2 separate regions of the Mus musculus genome follow, and region 1 is linked to region 2. A link is a contact called in public Hi-C data. All regions are on one chromosome and are shown on one strand. Each heading gives the region's core, a stretch centred on a gene start, on an enhancer-like site or on the middle of the called end of the contact. The rest is flanking DNA. Distances are from core to core; before and after follow the strand shown. Region 1 has its middle 23 kb from the start of Gm31651. Region 2 has its middle 18 kb from the start of Gm26344.

The links. Hi-C and Micro-C count contacts between places; a contact is called where the count stands out from the background.
Region 1: a Hi-C map of bone marrow-derived macrophages shows a contact between it and region 2, with 4 times the contacts expected there. The contact joins two enhancer-like sites. A contact is called at or near these places in 1 of 15 datasets of contacts at CTCF or cohesin (stem cell-derived epiblast-like cells), 53 of 484 Hi-C or Micro-C datasets (the AML12 cell line, the BV-2 cell line, the Ba/F3 cell line and 30 more) and 3 of 115 datasets of contacts at active chromatin or transcription factors (bone marrow-derived dendritic cells, extraembryonic endoderm stem cells and large pre-B cells).

The regions. Positions count from the first base shown.
Region 1 is chr3:116,218,436-116,223,682 of GRCm38.p6, reverse strand. No RefSeq gene overlaps it. Among named protein-coding and RNA genes, the nearest start is that of Gm31651, 23 kb to the right of the region's middle. Within about 2 kb of position 1,827, at least 42 of the 459 cell types and tissues checked have an H3K27ac peak or open chromatin away from gene starts, as enhancers often do.
Region 2 is chr3:116,044,999-116,049,858 of GRCm38.p6, reverse strand. No RefSeq gene overlaps it. Among named protein-coding and RNA genes, the nearest start is that of Gm26344, 18 kb to the left of the region's middle. Within about 2 kb of position 2,603, at least 29 of the 459 cell types and tissues checked have an H3K27ac peak or open chromatin away from gene starts, as enhancers often do.

The DNA.
Region 1 (5,247 bases), core at 578-3,077, 170 kb before region 2:
GAGGGCAGAATTCAGCCGTTAGAACAACATCTTCCTGGACAAATGTCTTTCTTGCATGTTGGAATGGGACAAAAGGTAACTGCAGGGTTTGGGATTTTAGCAAGTAGACAGGCATTTGAGAGTTCCGGGCTGCTGCCTTTTCAATTTGTATTTTGGGTATGTATGTATGTATGTATGTATGTATGTATGTATGTATGTATGTATGTATTTATTTATTTTTCAGGAGAATGGACAGTTTGTAGGCTGGAAAAAATTGTTAACAGATTCTCAGGTTTATAAAAACAAAAAGTCTTATTGTATTTTTCTTGGTGTGTATGCATCTGCCCTGTGTATGCAGGTGTCTGGACAGGCCAATGGAGGGCTTCATAGCCCCTTGGAGCTGGAGTTACAAGAGTTATGAGTCGTCTATCATGCGTTCTGAAAATCAAACTTCTGACCTCTGGAAAAGCAGCATGCACTCTTAATAACTGAGACATCTCTCCAGTCCAGATTCACAGTTATTACTGTCACCGCTGATAATGCCTAACAACAAGCCAGTGAGCCAATCAAAAGCAGTGATGAGCAGGTGCCGTGGCTCCGACCCCTGATGTTCCTATTTCGTCTCACACAGAAACGGTTCCGTTAAGGTCATCAAGGTGCCCTCATAATCAGTCAGATTGAGGGGAAATTCTTTCTTCTGCCAAGTCAATTCCCATGGCACAAATTGGGGCCAGAGGAAGCTTAATGCAAAAAGTAAGGTCTGAACGTTAGAGCTCCAGCAGGCAGGAGGCTCCCCGTGAATGCTCGTGCCTTCTTTCTTTCTCCGTTTCTTGTGGAAAAGATTTGTAATAAGATCGACAGGACGGCGGTTTACCTGCTGGTCTGTTCAGATAAAAAGAGGTAGATTTTCTCCTTGAACAAATGCTTTTCATTTGTGACAGTGCTTGCTGGATCAGAGAATAGTGATGTCATCCTGATATGCAAATGAACGGCCAGCCGGAGGAGCTTGGAGAAAGCCCCTGAGACAAGGCAGGGCTGTCGCAAATGGGCCAGCAGGTGTGCGGGCAAAGCAAGGCCATTGTGATTGGAACAATGACAGGAGCAGAGAGAGAAAGTAGTGTTTACAGAGTGTTTAGATGCTGGTGCAATAAGGACTTTATACCAGTCATACCAAACTCCTCTGCCAGCCTCTTTATGGTGTCCGGGGGCAAGGGAACATTCCAGACCGCAGGACCACTTTTCACAAGTGGAGATGACAGTTGGAAGAAAGTATTATCTCTTTGTCACTAGACTGTGAAGTCAGCTCGAAGGCAAGACAACTTATTCTCTTAGTCTGTGTATGCAATTTTATCTAGACAGCATTTCCAGGAATTAGGATATAAGTACCATATATAAGTGGATATATAGCACCATATGGACAATTTAGGGATTACATGGAAATGCCACTAATTAACAAGATGAGGGGGAAAAAAGATTTTTGCTTGGCACACCCACCTGAGAACTAACTCAGGATTCTAGCTCCAGCGTCGTCGACTAACTTGGTTCCAAGGCCTTCGGAACAGACTGTCTTCTTGTGTCCCCTTTCCCCCCTTTACGTGCCAGCTGAAAAGTTGTTTTGTTTATTTCTTTTTAAGGACTCTCTTTGAATTTTCTCCTTACTGTCGCTCTGTACGAAATTCAGGGACGCAGAGTTGCTGGACAGTTTGGAGCCTCTCCCGGAAAGCTAACCTTCTCTGAAGGGGGTGGCTCTGAGAAAGGGAAATGCTTGCTTTTCAAAAATGCCTCCTCTGGGAGGCCGAGGGCAGCCTCCTTTCTGCATAGTCAGGGAAATTTCATCCTCAGATAAGGGAATTGGGAACGGTTGCCTGTGATTGCCTAAAGACTCCACAAGGACAAATGTGAGGAGTCACTACCCAGGAGCCAAGGTCTCTTTGTTTATGTTCCTTGTAGCATTTCCTGCATTCCTCTCTTAATGGCTCCAATACCAGAGTCTGGTCTGCTTGGAAAAATCTATAGGGAATCAGCTGAGGCTGGAGACCTTTTCTCCCATTCATTCATTCATTAGCTCATTCACTCTTTCCTCTGAGAAAAGTTTTCTAGTGCTGAAAAACATTGGTTACATAACTCCTGTGGTTTTTCCAGGGGAAAGTTATGAAGCAGCTGTTTTCCTTCATCCTTTTCCTCTAAAGATGGCGGGAGGCAGAGTTTCAAGAGTTAGCCATATTGATGAATGGTGATTTTTTTCCCTCTCTTTGGGTGACTGAAGCGAGTTTACCAAGGAAATATTTGACGGTAAAGGTGAACTAGTTTTCTATGTTAACTCTCCCTTCAGAGTCTGGGAAGGAACACAGAAGACTAGAGGGTGTAAACAAACAAGCAGCCAGTGTTTTATGTCTATGCAGCTCGAGCCCGTTTCTAACCACTGTCCAGCTAGGAATGCATCTTATTTTTGGCAAATGCATCCTGCTTTAGGTTTTGGCTTGGCCTGGTTTCTGTTGTGATGACACAGTTCATGCAGTGGTCTGTCTCAGCTGCCAAGTCCCCATCAGTCAGACACACTAACACGACCTGGTGTTTACATATCAATACAAGTCTTGTCAGTTTTGAACCTGATGCCTCTTCAGAGAGGGTGGTGATATGAGGTCTGTGCATGTGGATGTATCCAGAAAGCTATGAGCAATAGAATATCATAAAGACAGAGGACATTTGCTCACACCCTGAAGGGGTGTTCGATTATCAAAGCAAATGCCAAGGTGCCAGGAGTGGCTCAGAGCAGTGAGCCTGCCCCAGGCAGATGTGTAATGCAGTTAAAGATGCTGTCTGAGGTGTGCTGTGTTCCCTCCTCTGCCGCCCCTCCCTGTTCGATAGACCCGAGATCACCACACACCTTTTTCAAGTCTCCAGAGTGGGCTTGAAATGTATTTCATCCAGCACGTAGAAAAACTCAGTTTGGTATTTCCTGGGAGTTTGAACATAAGTAAAGGAAGTCTTAAGCATGGGCCGTTACATCTCTGGCAGCCGCGTGAGATGCTTTTACTTTTTATTTTTATTATTATTATTTTTTATAAAGGACAGCATTTAATTGGGGCTTACAGGTTTAATTGGCTTACAGGTTCAGAGGTTCAGTCTATTACCATCAAGGTGGGAACATGGCAGCCAGCATCCAGGCAGGCATGGTGCAGCAGAACCGAGAATTCTACATCTTCATCTGAAGGCTGCTAGTGGAAGACTGCCTCCCAGGCAGCTAGGGTTAGGGTCTTCAGCCCACGACCACAGTGACACACCTACTCCAACAAGGCCACCCTCTTAATAGGGCCACTCCCTGGGCCAAGCATACACAAACCATCATATTTCACTCCCTGGCTCCCACAGACTTGTTTAAACATATGAGTCTATGGGGGCCACACCTAAACATAGCATAATGCAAAAGACATTTAGTCCAACTTCCAGAGTTCCCATAGCCTCAATAATGTTACCAATGTTAAAAGTCTAAAGTTCTAGTGTCTTCTGAGATTCTTTCAATCACTTAACTGTAATCCCCAAAGCAAGACAGGAAAACAACTGGGCATCTCCATGGCTGGTGTCAAAGCAGTCTTCAGATCTCCAACCTCTTTTTCATTTTTGTTGACTGCAACAAACGTCTTTCTCCTGGGCTGGCTCCCCTCCCTGTTAGCAGCTTTCCTCAGGAAATAAACTACTCTCTTGCTCCTGTCCCTATCCAAAGCCTCACACTGTGTTAATAGGCTCTTCCATTTAAAATCCTCTCTATATTGTGGCTCCTTAGTGATCAGCACTGGATCTTTCTCTAAATTTGCTCTTGGCTTTGTCTGGCTCATCTGCCATGGTTTTAAAAACCGCTGTCTTCTAAATTTTAATAGTCATCTTTCTGAGAGGTATACTCACAGACATGTTGACTCAGCGTGTTCAAAATAAGTTCTAAAGCTTGCTTTGTTTTTTGTTTTTTTGTTTCCAAAAACAGGACCCTGTTTCTATTTTGGAGTTCTGACTACCATGGAACATGCTATATTCATTAGCCTGACCTCAAAAAAATCACAGAGACCCATCTGCTACTGCCTCTGCCTCCCAAGTCTGGACGTTAATGTGTGAGCCATTACACCTGATAGTCTTGTCTTACTTTTAATTTTAAAACCAAAGATACCACTGCCACCACCACCATCACCCCAACAACAACCATAACCATCACCACCGCCACCACAACCACCACCACCACTACAACTACCATAACCACAACCAACCATCTAATACATCCATTTTTTTGCTAGAAACTCGAGAATATTATCCTTCTTTCTTGTTTTTTAAACCCGAATTCACCTCCTTAGTTCACTGACTCACAATCCCATCAGTTCTACTATCACAGCATATCTGAAGCCCATTCTCATCTTTATCTCCACTGCTGCCATTGTAATGTATTAGGAAATTGAAATGATTCCTACTGAACGAAGGAAGCATCCACCATTATAATTTGTAAACTATTGACTCTTCCTTAGGCTCTGTGATGATTTCTTCATTAATATCGCTGCCTCCACCTGTTTTCTACTCTCATCGATAAATACACATGAAAAGCAAAGTACAGTGGTTCAGTGGAAATATTCTGGGAATCTGTGACTGGGGCTTCAATCCTGGCTTTCTCACCAAGCTGTGAGTTGAGAATTGAAATGGAAGCAGCTATAATGACTCTGGTAACAACACTCACCCGATGGAATCATTATAATAATTGGATGAACATTTTCCAGTTGATTAAGTGAGTTTTTTTTTAATGAATAGAATACTGCCTACCATACTAAACTCTTGTTAAAATATAAATTAGATCATGCTACTGAAATCTGCTAATGGCTTCCTACATACTTGCCTGAAATTTCAAGCTCCAAACCAGCTCTTCCAAGTCTCACATATCTTGGCCTTGCCTCTACTCTGACCTCATTTCAAGTCACCTCCTCTGACCCTAAGCTCTATACAAGCAAGCCTTCTGTCTCCCTGCTATCTCAAGAGCCTTTTACCTCTCTTCTCTTGACCTAGAATCTTCCAGTGTCTAACTCCATTACGTATTTTAAACTCTGCATCCATGATGGATCTCAGCAACGTTTTCTGGCCCCTCTATTTGAGGAAGGCACCATGCATTTGATGCTACAGTTATCCTTTGCTTCATGCACATCATTCATTACAGTATTTAACAGTTTTATCTGTCATTGTTTTTTTTGTCCTTCTCGCCAAAATATAAGTTCCAGGAAGGTAGAATAAGACTATTGC
Region 2 (4,860 bases), core at 1,354-3,853:
AAAAAAGAAAGAAAGAAAGAAAGAAAGAAAGAAAGAAAAAGAAGGACCTAAGATATTCTTTTTATTATTTTAATTAATTAATTAATTAATTAACATCTTGCCCAAAACTTCCTCCCCTCCTATCCTCCCAGTGCCCCCTCCCCTCCCCATCCCCTAACTACTTATCCATTTCTCTTTAGAAAGGGAAGGCCTCCCATGAATATTAACCAACCTTGGCATAGCAAGTTGCAGTGAGACAAGGCACATCTTCTCCTATTAAGGCTAGAAGAGACAACCCAGTAAGGAAAAAGTGTCCCAAAGGCAGCAACAGAGTCAGAGAAAGACCCTGCTCCCCCTGTTAGGAGACCCATATGAAGGCCAAGCTACACAAGAGTCACATATGTGCAGAGGAACTATGTCAGTCCCATGCATGCTCCCTGCTTGGCAGTTCAATCTCTGTGGGCACCTATTTGGGGTGGGGGTAGAATGGGGGTTGGAGGGAATAGCAACAGAAGGGATTATGTCGGGGAGAGTACTGGGAGAGAACTGGAATAGGACACAACTCTGGGACAAGCTAGAAACCTAGGGCAATGGAAACTCTCAGGAATTCATGAGAGTGAACCTAGCTAAGACTCCTAGCAATGTGGGATATGGAGGCAGAACTGGCCAACTCCTGAAACCAGGCAAGACTTCTAATGGAGCGATTTCCACATCAATGCAGCCACAAAACCGTTGACCTACAATGTGTCCTGCCTACAGTTGTACAGGAGTAAAGATGGAGAAACTGAAGGAATGGCTGACAAATAACTGTTCCATCTTGAGACCCATGCCATGAGGGAAAGCCCACCCCTGACACTGTTAATGGTATTCTGTTATAACTTTAATGTTTTCAAAATCTACCTTTATTGATTGTTCTCAAATGTTTTTACCTCCATCGTAGCACACCGCCCACCAGAGGTAGTGGGGAAGAAAGGATATGGGGGAAATGGACCTGTTTAGATAGGTTCTTTGAAGCAACTCCTGTTTGTGTTGTTTGGAAATTGGTAGTTCAGTTCACAGGCTAGCTTCAGTGGCTTGATCCACTCACAAACACTTCACAGATATACCAGCAGTCCAGTTCGGTAGAGTTGGGATAGCAGACACGAATCAGCAATGGTGGCACTCCCTAGCCGAGGCAGCCAGTCCCCAGCCTCAGCACAAGTCAGAAGGGGGGTACCCAAAGGGACACCAGAAGAAGTTCTCAGCTGTGCCTTTCTCAGAGAAGTAAATATCAGTGAAGACTCTAGACCAATAAGTGTTGTACAACTAACTCTACCAGCAAGGCTAGCTCTGCCTCTGTCACTGTCAGTTGAATTCTATTTTATACTCCCTGCAAACATCACTTATCCTCCACGGGTCTTGCCTTAGCACCTGTCTTGCCCCAGCATGGGAGTCTGTTTCAGCTGACATTACTCTGCCAACCAGCCCAAGTCCACAGAAGCTGCAAGAAACTGCAAGAAGCTGCAAGAAAAATATACCACCAGAAGTTTTTGGTGCATTTCTCTCTATGGAGTCTTGACAAATGCAGCTCAACTATGCCATGTAAGGTGGACCAATACATGTGTGTTGTTGGCAAAGAATTCCTCATCACGTGCCTTTTCACATGATTGCTTTAACAAAACATCTTTTCTCCTGTGTCTGTTTCAGCGAAATGTTCCTTCAAAAGTCTGCCTTAGCCTTTCACCTGTGTCCACTTCAGGAAAACACTCCTTCACATGTTTGCCCCAGCAAAATACCATCAGATACAACTGACTCTCCAAAGAACCCCTAAGTTTCCACTTCATTCTGCTCTACTTGCAGACAGGAGCCTAGCATAACCATCATCAGAGAGGCTTCACCAAGTAACTAAAGGAAACGTTTGCAGAGACCCACAGCCAAACACTAAGCTAAGCTTTGGAAATCCTATGGAAAAGGGGGGTAGGAGGAGGACTATAGGAGCCAGAGGGATCAGAGACAATACAAGAAACCATAGAATCAACTAACCTCAGCCCATAGGGACCTCAGATCCTTAGATTTTCTATGTCACCTTGACTGGACTTGAATCTACAATCTGACAGCCTCATGACCCACCTTTTATTTTTTTTAAAGGGTCTCACACAGCCTAAGCTAGCCTACATAACTAAAGATGGCCTTCTAGCCTTCACCTCCCAAGTGCTAGGATTACAGGTGTATATCACCACCCCTTTTTATATAGTTCCAGGGGCTCGATCTCAGGGATTTATGAATATTAAACAAGCTCTCTACGTGATGCACCATTCCCTTCAATTGAACATTTTCCTTCCATTAAGAACTTAAGAGGTTACTCTTTTTAAATGTCAATTTCCTACTTTTTTTTTTTTACTGTTTCTTACAATGCATATTTTATATATCATATAATTTCTGTGTTGTAGCGTGGGAGTCTCAAGTCCTGCGTGATAAAACTTCTAAGCTGCAAGATGCTTATTAACATTTGCTAATGTGTTTAATCAGAAAGATACCACATACAGTCTGAAGTCTTATAAATGAGAAAGCTATGCAGAGCAGGAGAGACGGCTGCTTTGAGATTGCAGGAACTCTGTAAGCTGCAGACGGGAGCCAATCTTCTGTGCGTCTACTCTGTTACCATGGACTCCTATTCATTAGCAAGGCATTCCTGTGTGTTCTGCTTTGAAAAACTGGAAATTCCCTGAGAACTTTCCCAGAAAGCTGCAAGCCATTTAAAGGGAATGAAAACTGAAAGTCTGTACGAACACAATATGTGGGCAATGAACCCAAGAAAGTAGAAGCTTGGCTTTTTCTAAGTGGTGGTATTTTTGAAAGATATCATCATAATGTTCTGCCTTAAACATGGGGGTATGCATTGTTGTCTCCTGTGTTGGATTTTCCCAGTCTATAATCAACCAAAAATAATGTGCTCATTGACTCATAATACTTAGCACTGTGAGACAGTGGGATCTCTACAGAAGAATCTGTATACTCTCTGCCCTTCCAGAGCTCCACTAAGGACAAAGAATAAAATCAACATATTTAAGGCATAAGGCAAGGCAAGACAGAAGTTAATTGCTCTAAGTTCTAATCTGTAAAGTACAAACTGTTAGTACCATACAATTGATTGGAGAAGGAGGCATGAAGTCCAGGACCTGCTTCCAGAATTCTGAACGTCTATTTCCCATTTCTGAGGGATGCATGGGTGTTCTTTCTTACACCCAGTGGGTAAACTGAACTCATTTGTTTTATTCACTTTGTTTATCTTACGGTTCACAATAGAAGTCTTAAGGGGAGATGAATAATACCCACAACAATTTGGGAAAAAAACATGGAGGAAATAGAATTATTGTGGGCATTAGCGTTGGCAAAGAGAAGAACAATCAGTGTAAACACAGTGGGTGAATAAATAAGTGTGCAGGGATGATGGGTGCTGGCCAGAGTGGATTTGGAGTTTTGTGGGGAAGTCCAGGACCAAAATCATAAGTTGAATAATCTGAGAGTGGGAGAGGAAAAGTCAGGGGAGGCATTAAATGACTTGGGATAGAGGCAAAGGAAAAAATTGATGCATATTTTAAAATATTCATAGGTTATAGGTTTTAAATTTGGTTACAGCAATAGTTCCCAATCTTCCTAATACCGTGACCCTTTAACACAGTTCCTAATGTTGTGGCGACCCCTGCAGAAAATTATTTTTGTTGCTACTTCATAACTGTACTTTTATTAGTTATGAATCATAATGTAAAGAACAGATAATGCAGGATAAATTATATGTGCACCTTATGAAAGGGTTGTTTGACCCTAAAGGAGTTGAGATCTACAGTTGAGAACTTCTGGGTTACAGGAGCTGAAGGAAAATGATTGTGGCTTTGGTATCCTTGTAGGAGAAAATAGGAAGGTGGTGTGATAAAGGGGAGCAGAAACTGAATGACACAGTGATGAGGGTCTCCTCTCTCTATTGCCAAAGAGACATGGATGAGAACCACTACAGAGAAGAAAATGCTCACATCTGGGTAGACAGCAAGCTGAAGGAATGGGCAGGAGTACTGAACCCCGTGCTCTACGGAGCCTGGGAGATCTCATTGCCAGTGACAGCACAGAGGTGGTGAACTGGAACTAGACAGAATACTTGGTCTTTCCCATGTGGAGTTGACATGGCAATGAAACTAGGCAACGGCAGTACGGTAATTTTGCAAAGACACATTCTGATGAGCATATTCAAATGCAAAATATCCCTGCCACAAATGAATCTCCATAGTATAGCCTACAATACATGCCATTAAATACCCAATAATAACAGTACCTTTCAGTAGAATGTCGGACAAGAAAATGAAGACTGTTTCTCTGACTGAAAGTTGTCACCAAACTTGTCACTGTTCTTGTTCTTCCTACTTCAGATTGGTCCATGCTCTATACATACTGGAATTAAATCCTTTACTGGGTGGCAAACGTTTTTCTTCCTATTGGTGGTGGTGTCTAGGTAAGACAAATCATCCTAATGATGTTCTAAATAAATGTAATTCAATGTCTTTCTAAAATGTGAAGACTAATGCTATAGAAATGAAATCTATAAAAGTCCAAGGGGCAGATAGAATCAAGGAGGCAGATTTTGATTCAATACAAAAAAAGCACTTTCTAAAAATGTGAATTACCCATAAATGGAAAAAGCTAAGCATATTCCCTCTTCTGGAAGTCTTGTAGCAGTAGCTCAACGCTGTAGAGATGCTATATATAGAATTCTTACTTGGGGCTTAGGACTGAGGGACCTCCATAGTAATTTTTCTATTATCTTCCTCTCGTGTATCATGGGTAAGGAGAAACGGTCGTATGAATACCAATCGTGTTCTCATACTCATGCAAGCTGGGGTTTGGGGCCTT